2 separate regions of the Danio rerio genome follow, and region 1 is linked to region 2. Evidence: chromatin contacts called from public Micro-C data. All regions are on one chromosome and are shown on one strand. Each heading gives the region's core, a stretch centred on a gene start, on an enhancer-like site or on the middle of the called end of the contact. The rest is flanking DNA. Distances are from core to core; before and after follow the strand shown.

Region 1 (3,337 bases), core at 519-3,018, 130 kb before region 2:
TCGGACTACACTGTTTGCACTCTATGTTGTTGATTCATTAAAACATGTCACATCGAATCGTAACAGTCATTCGTCAGGAAGTACCCTGTTTGCCCTACAGTTTAATAGAAAAGGTTTGAAATAATAAGTTTAGAGAATCAAAAACATATAGGGCAAATGTTGTAAGCCGCTTTTCAAAAAAAATATCAAAGAATTTAGGATTACGATTGTTATTGATTCACTTAGGCTAAAAGAATCGGCTCTTAAGAATCGCGCGTTCAGGAATCAGATGGTCGGGGTTTACACAAATATAATCGACTGCGTTTTCTGCCACACAGGTATTGTTGTAAGTGTAACCCTCATCTGCTGCTTCTGCAGTTGTTATTTACAGTCATTCTGTCAGCAGTTGGACGAGCTTTATGGCGAACAAGCGGACAACTGTGTGCTGTGACCTCTTGAGTGAGTGAGTGTGTGAGAGAGATCAAGCGTCTCTTATCATCACACACATTGAGTCATATGTGGATTTCTTTAAGCTGGTCTTTAATTTCAGCATGTGCTCACTTGCCCTGTTCCCCCCAAAAAGACATTAAGAATCATATCACATCATCAAAATGTCTTTTTATTAAAGCAAATTGTTTATTTAAAGCATTTTAATCGCAAAATATAATGTAGGTTACAGTAGATATACAGTCCTGCAGTCGTTAAAAACATCAAATTAAATGTAGCAATAATTTAAAAATATGACAAATATTAAAATGTAATAATAGCAAAATAATAAATTGTTAAATAATAATGTATCATGCACTAAAAAATATGATTAATATGGCATGACAACACATGCTTTTATGTTAATCATAAGTTATCATGTTTCTAAATTGAGCTGTTTTAAGTCACTTTGTAAGTTAAAATTACTCAAGTTTATTCATTCATTCAATTTCTTTTCAGCCTAGTCCCTTATTAATCTGGGTTCACCACAGCAGAATGAACCGCCAACTTATCCAGCATATGTTTTACGCAGCGGATGCCCTTCGGCAACCCAGCACTGGGAAACATTCACACACACTCATTCACAGACACACTACGGCCAATTTAGCTTACCCAATTCACCTGGTACCATGTCTTCGGACTTGTGGGGAAAACTGGAGCACCAGGAAACCCACATGCAAACTCAAACAAAAACTAAAAACGCCAACTGACCCAGCGACCTTCTTGCTGTGAGGCGAACATTCTACCACTGCGCCACCGTGTAGCCCCTACTTAAGTTTAATTGGATTAAAAAATGTATAGCCTATAGCCTGTATGTGTGTGTGTGTGTTTGTGTGTGTGTGTGTGTGTGTGTGTGTGTGTGTGTGTGTGTGTGTGTGTGCTTAAGGCAATTTTTCACACTGTATGAATAACCTTTTAAGACATGTAAATGCATTTTGTTTTTGGGAAATGTAATCTCTGCATACATATACTTGTTTAGTCTCTTGTGTCTCACCAATCTGCACTTAATGCTCAAAAATACAGTAAAGGATGTGAAATAATATTGCAGTTTAATATAACATGAACAGGTCTGTCTGTCTTCTGTTCTCCTGAAAGTTTGATCAGTATTGTAGCTATAATTATAATGACACTCCTATTATTAATTTCCATATTTGAGGCAGCGTGTGACGTGATGATGATGATGATGATGATGAGGTGTTTCTGAGGTCTGCATCAGCTGTTCGTCCAGCATTACAGCAGTACAGTCCTGCATTGTCCTCCAGATCAGCAGCTGACACACGTTTAACGACAGCAGCCAATCACAGCGCAGCTCCAGCCCACTTGACGCTGAGCTCTGGCAGATTATTGGACAGCTGACACCAGCTGGAGCTGTCAATCACACCATCAGCTGCTCGCTTCACTCCTGCTGACTGCAAACACCAGAGCTGGAGATGCTCTCATTACAGGATAATACAAGCGCATTTGCATGTCGAAGATAAAATATATTCACATTCTCGTGTTTTGTCTTTGATGTCAATTAAGCATTTATTATGAGGTTCATTTGTTTATTTTAAAATATTATTTAGGCTAATCATAACACAATAATATTAAATAAATTACACCATAACAAATAATATATTTTTAAGCTAAATGTTTTTATTTTTTAACGTAAATATAAAGAAAGCTCAAGATAAATGAATGCACCCCATTCCGAAAGAGAATATTATTATCCATTTCTCAGTGAGCTTAGGTGTAAAAACTGATTTATGCAAGATATAAATTATTATTATAGTATTTAGTCACTGAACGTCTTCAGAAAAAAAAACATTTAATCTATGCAAAATATTGCAAAAACTAAATAAATAAATTTTTATATAAATTTATTTATTTTTCATATATATATATATATATATATATATATATATATATATATATATATATATATATATATATATATATTTATATATGAATGATTTTGAAAATCTTAATATTTTCTCCAAACATATAAATTTGGGCTACTAATTTTGGACCGTTATCGTGGGTTATTTTGTTCGATAAGCTCCAGATTTGGCTTCAGTACTGACTTATCTATAATGTCTATGCACAAATATAAATTGTAATTAATTAAACAGATATTAATAATTAACATCGACCAAACATCGTTAGAAATGGAAAAAATACATTTAAATCTATGCGAAATATTGCAAAATTATAAATATAAATTTATTTATTTCTCTAAATTGTTTGAAAATCTTGAAATTTTCCCCTAACATATAAATGAGGGTGTGCTAGTTTTTGGACCGTTATTTATATATTTATTTATTTCTCAAAAATTTTTTTGAAAATCTTGATATTTTCCCCTAACATATAAATGAGGGTGTGCTAGTTTTTGGAATGTTATTGTAAGTTATTTTGTTAAATTAGATGTACAAATAAAAATTTTTAAAGCTACCTATAGAAAATATTAATTTAAAAATTAAACCTACAGGTGAAGCTGCTGTCACACTAGAGTTTGTGTGTGCGAAATTCTGTCGTACGGCGCTGTGAAAAGGGGCGGGATTAAACAAGATTATTAGGCATTAAAAAAGCGAGCGATTGCTCCATGTTTTTAATTTCTGCCCGGAGATTTCATGTTTTGGTCCACGATTGGTTTCAAGCAGTCAAGTGATGCGATTTCACCAAGCTTGAACTTTGCACCACATCAACCTGCGAAACTTGACGCATGACCCTACGTTTCCGGTCTGACGCATTTGTGTTCATATGAATTGAAGTCTATGGGAGGAAAAGCCCAGTGTGACCGCAGCTTAAGTGTGTTGAGGCAGGGTTGGAACTAAACTGTGCAGGGCTGCAGCCCTCCAGGAACCGGTTTTGACTGTGGGAAACAGAACAATCC
Region 2 (3,547 bases), core at 82-2,581:
ATATATATATATATATAAATAAGTGCTATTAAAATATATTATTAATTAATCCTCTCTTCATAAAATTTCTTAAATTAAATAGTCAGGCCCGTAGCCAGAGGGGGTTCGGTTTGAAATTCTGGCTGCGGAAAGTTGAATGTTCTGGCCAGTTTGTTATTTACCTGTAGGCTTCAGTTTTTAATTTAAAACAGGTTTTAAGAGATTTTAAAAAAGAAATGTAATGATAGATGATAATACATTTGTATTATAAAAATCTTTTATTCACTTAAAATAGTATATTTTTAAATCGTTCAAACTACTTAATTAAAATGAACTGAAGCAACACAATTCTTGAGATTTCATTGGGACAACTTCGTTTTTTTTATGTTCAATTCAAATAAATTTGTTAAAAGTGTTAAGTTAACCTAATTAATTTGTGCTTGGACAACATGAATAAATTGTGTGGGACCCTGCATGTTTACAGTGTTTATTCAAAATTTTCATTATTCGTTCATTCATTCATTCATTCATTTTCTTTTTATCTTAGTCTCTTAACTAATCTGGGGTTGCCACAGCGGAATGAACCGCCAACTTATCCAGCACATGTTTTTAGGATGACCTTCCAGCTGCAACCCATCTCTGGGCAACATCCATACACACTCACACTATGGACAACTGGGCTTACTCAATTCACCTGTACCGCATGTCTTCACCTGTACCCACACGAACGCAATGAGAACATGCAAACTCCACACAGAAGCGCCAACTGATCCAGCCGAGGCTCAAACCAGTGACCTTGCTGGTTCCACCGTGTCGCCTTCATTATTTATAAAACTATAATATATAAAACTTGCAGTTTAAAATGCACATGGGCCTGATAATGCTAATGTTAAAAGAATGTTTAATAACTGATAAAAAGTGGGCATTTCTGTTTGGAGTTTGCATGTTCTCTCTGTGTTGGCGTGAGTTTCCCCCTCAGTAAAAACACATGGGCTGTAGGTGAATTGGGTAAGCTAAAATTGGCCATAGTGTATGAGTGAGTGTGTGAATCAGGTTGTTTCCCAGTGATGGGTTGCAGCTGGAAAGGCATCCACAGTGTAAAACATATGCTGGATAAGTTGGGGGTTCATTCCGCTGTGATTAGTAAAAGAACTAAGCCGAAAAAAAATGAATGAATGTAATGTTGATGTAATTTTGTGATGAAGCCAAAGATAAATTTCCACTTGTGGACAATAAAGATGATCCAAGTCAAACCCAGTGAGATAATAATGTGCCTGTAGTGTTTTGCTCTCTTTGCTCTTCATCGTGTTATTCCTCCATCATCTCCGCTCTGTTGTCGTAGTGTGATCTAGGCCACTGCCATGACAACCGCATCATGTAAAATCACATGTCAGACTAAACCGGCGCTGACACAGATATAGACTTCAGCCGTGATTTTACTCCACTTAATCTACTGTTGTTATCCCAAACATGGCTTTATCCCACCTCAACATCTGAAAGTCAATAGTGTTTTGAAGCATACTATAGTAAAGTACTTGAATTAATCTGTTGTGGTAAGTTTATATTTGCTATAACACAATGACTATAAACAAATGACCCAACACTGTAGTTTTTGACATCTATAGGGTATGTTATACTACAATAAACCACTGTTTACTGTAATAAATCTGAACTTACACCAATCAAACTGACTGAAAATACTAAGATAAACTTTGTATAACTTAAAAATGTAGTTAAATCCTAAGTTAAAGCAACATTAATATAAGTTAAAGCAACATTAAAATAAGTTAAAGCAAAGTTAAAATAAGTTAAAGCAACATTAATATAAGTTAAAGTAACATTAATATAAATTAAAGCAAAGTTAAAATAAGTTAAAGCAACATTAAAATAAGTTAAAGCAATATTAATATATGTTAAAGTAACATTAATATAAATTAAAGCAAAGTTAAAATAAGTTAAAGCAACATTAAAATAAGTTAAAACAATATTAATATAAGTTAAAGTAACATTAATATAAATTAAAGCAAACTTAAAATAAGTTAAAGCAACATTAATATAAGTTAAAGTAACATTAATATAAATTAAAGCAACATTAATATAAATTAAAGCAAAGTTAAAATAAGTTAAAGCAACATTAATATAAGTTAAAGCAACATTAAAATAAGCTAAAGTAACATTAATATAAATTAAAGCAAAGTTAAAATAAGTTAAAGCAACATTAAAATAAGTTAAAGCAACATTAAAATAAGTTAAAGCAACATTAAAATAAGTTAAAGCAACATTAAAATAAGTTAAAGCAAAGTTAAAATAAGTTAAAGCAACATTAATATAAGTTAAAGTAACATTAATATAAATTAAAGCAACATTAAAATAAGTTAAAGCAACATTAAAATAAGTTAAAGCAATATTAATATAAGTTAAAGTAGCATTAATATAAATTAAAGCAACATTAAAATAAGTTAAAGCAACATTAATATAAGTTAAAGCAACACTAAAAAAAGGTAAAGCAACATTAATATAAGTTAAAGCAACATTAAAATAAGTTAAAGCAACATTAAAATAAGTTAAAGCAACATTAATATAAGTTAAAGCAACATTAAAATAAGTTAAAGCAACATTAAAATAAGTTAAAGCAATATTAATATAAGTTAAAGCAACATTAAAATAAGTTAAAGCAATATTAATATAAGTTAAAGTAACATTAATATAAATTAAAGCAACACTAAAACAAGGTAAAGCAACATTAAAATAAGTTAAAGCAACATTAAAATAAGGTAAAGCAACATTAAAATAAGTTAAAGTAACATTAATATAAATTAAAGCAACACTAAAACAAGGTAAAGCAACATTAAAATAAGTTAAAGCAACATTAAAATAAGTTAAAGCAACATTAAAATAAGTTAAAGCAATATTAATATAAGTTAAAGTAACATTAATATAAATTAAAGCAACACTAAAAAAAGGTAAAGCAACATTAAAATAAGTTAAAGCAACATTAAAATAAGTTAAAGCAACATTAAAATAAGTTAAAGCAACATTAATATAAGTTAAAGCAACATTAATATAAGTTAAAGTAACATTAATATAAGTTAAAGCAAAGTTAAAATAAGTTAAAGCAAAGTTAAAATAAGTTAAAGCAACATTAAAATAAGTTAAAGCAACATTAAAATAAGTTAAAGCAACATTAAAATAAGTTAAAGCAACATTAATATAAGTTAAAGCAAAGTTAAAATAAGGTAAAGCAACATTAAAATAAGTTCAAGCAACATTAAAATAAGTTAAAACAGCATAAACATTTAGCATTCCTGAACAAAGAGATGGAAATGCTAAAATATATATAATAATATATAATACACTTTTTACCATTTAAAAACAGTGTTTATTATAGTGTTTTTTTCTTGTAAGTTGTAATCCTCCACCAACACAACAACTATATATAAGCAAATGACCCAACAATGTAGTTGACATCTATATAAGGTAAGTTATACTATCATACACCACTGCTTACTGTGGTAAAACTAAAGTATACTACAGTATTTACAGTGGAGGAAAGAGAACTGAAAAATCA

The links. Hi-C and Micro-C count contacts between places; a contact is called where the count stands out from the background.
Region 1: a contact with region 2 is called in a Micro-C map of caudal fin, with 5 times the contacts expected there. The contact joins two enhancer-like sites. A contact is called at or near these places in 3 of 18 Hi-C or Micro-C datasets (caudal fin, embryo and an unstated tissue).

What each region holds. Positions count from the first base shown.
Region 1 is chr13:52,285,977-52,289,313 of GRCz12tu, reverse strand. No RefSeq gene overlaps it. Among named protein-coding and RNA genes, the nearest start is that of mymx, 54 kb to the left of the region's middle. Within about 2 kb of position 1,768, at least 18 of the 62 cell types and tissues checked have an H3K27ac peak or open chromatin away from gene starts, as enhancers often do.
Region 2 is chr13:52,158,350-52,161,896 of GRCz12tu, reverse strand. No RefSeq gene overlaps it. Among named protein-coding and RNA genes, the nearest start is that of fbxo11a, 19 kb to the right of the region's middle. Within about 2 kb of position 1,331, at least 3 of the 62 cell types and tissues checked have an H3K27ac peak or open chromatin away from gene starts, as enhancers often do.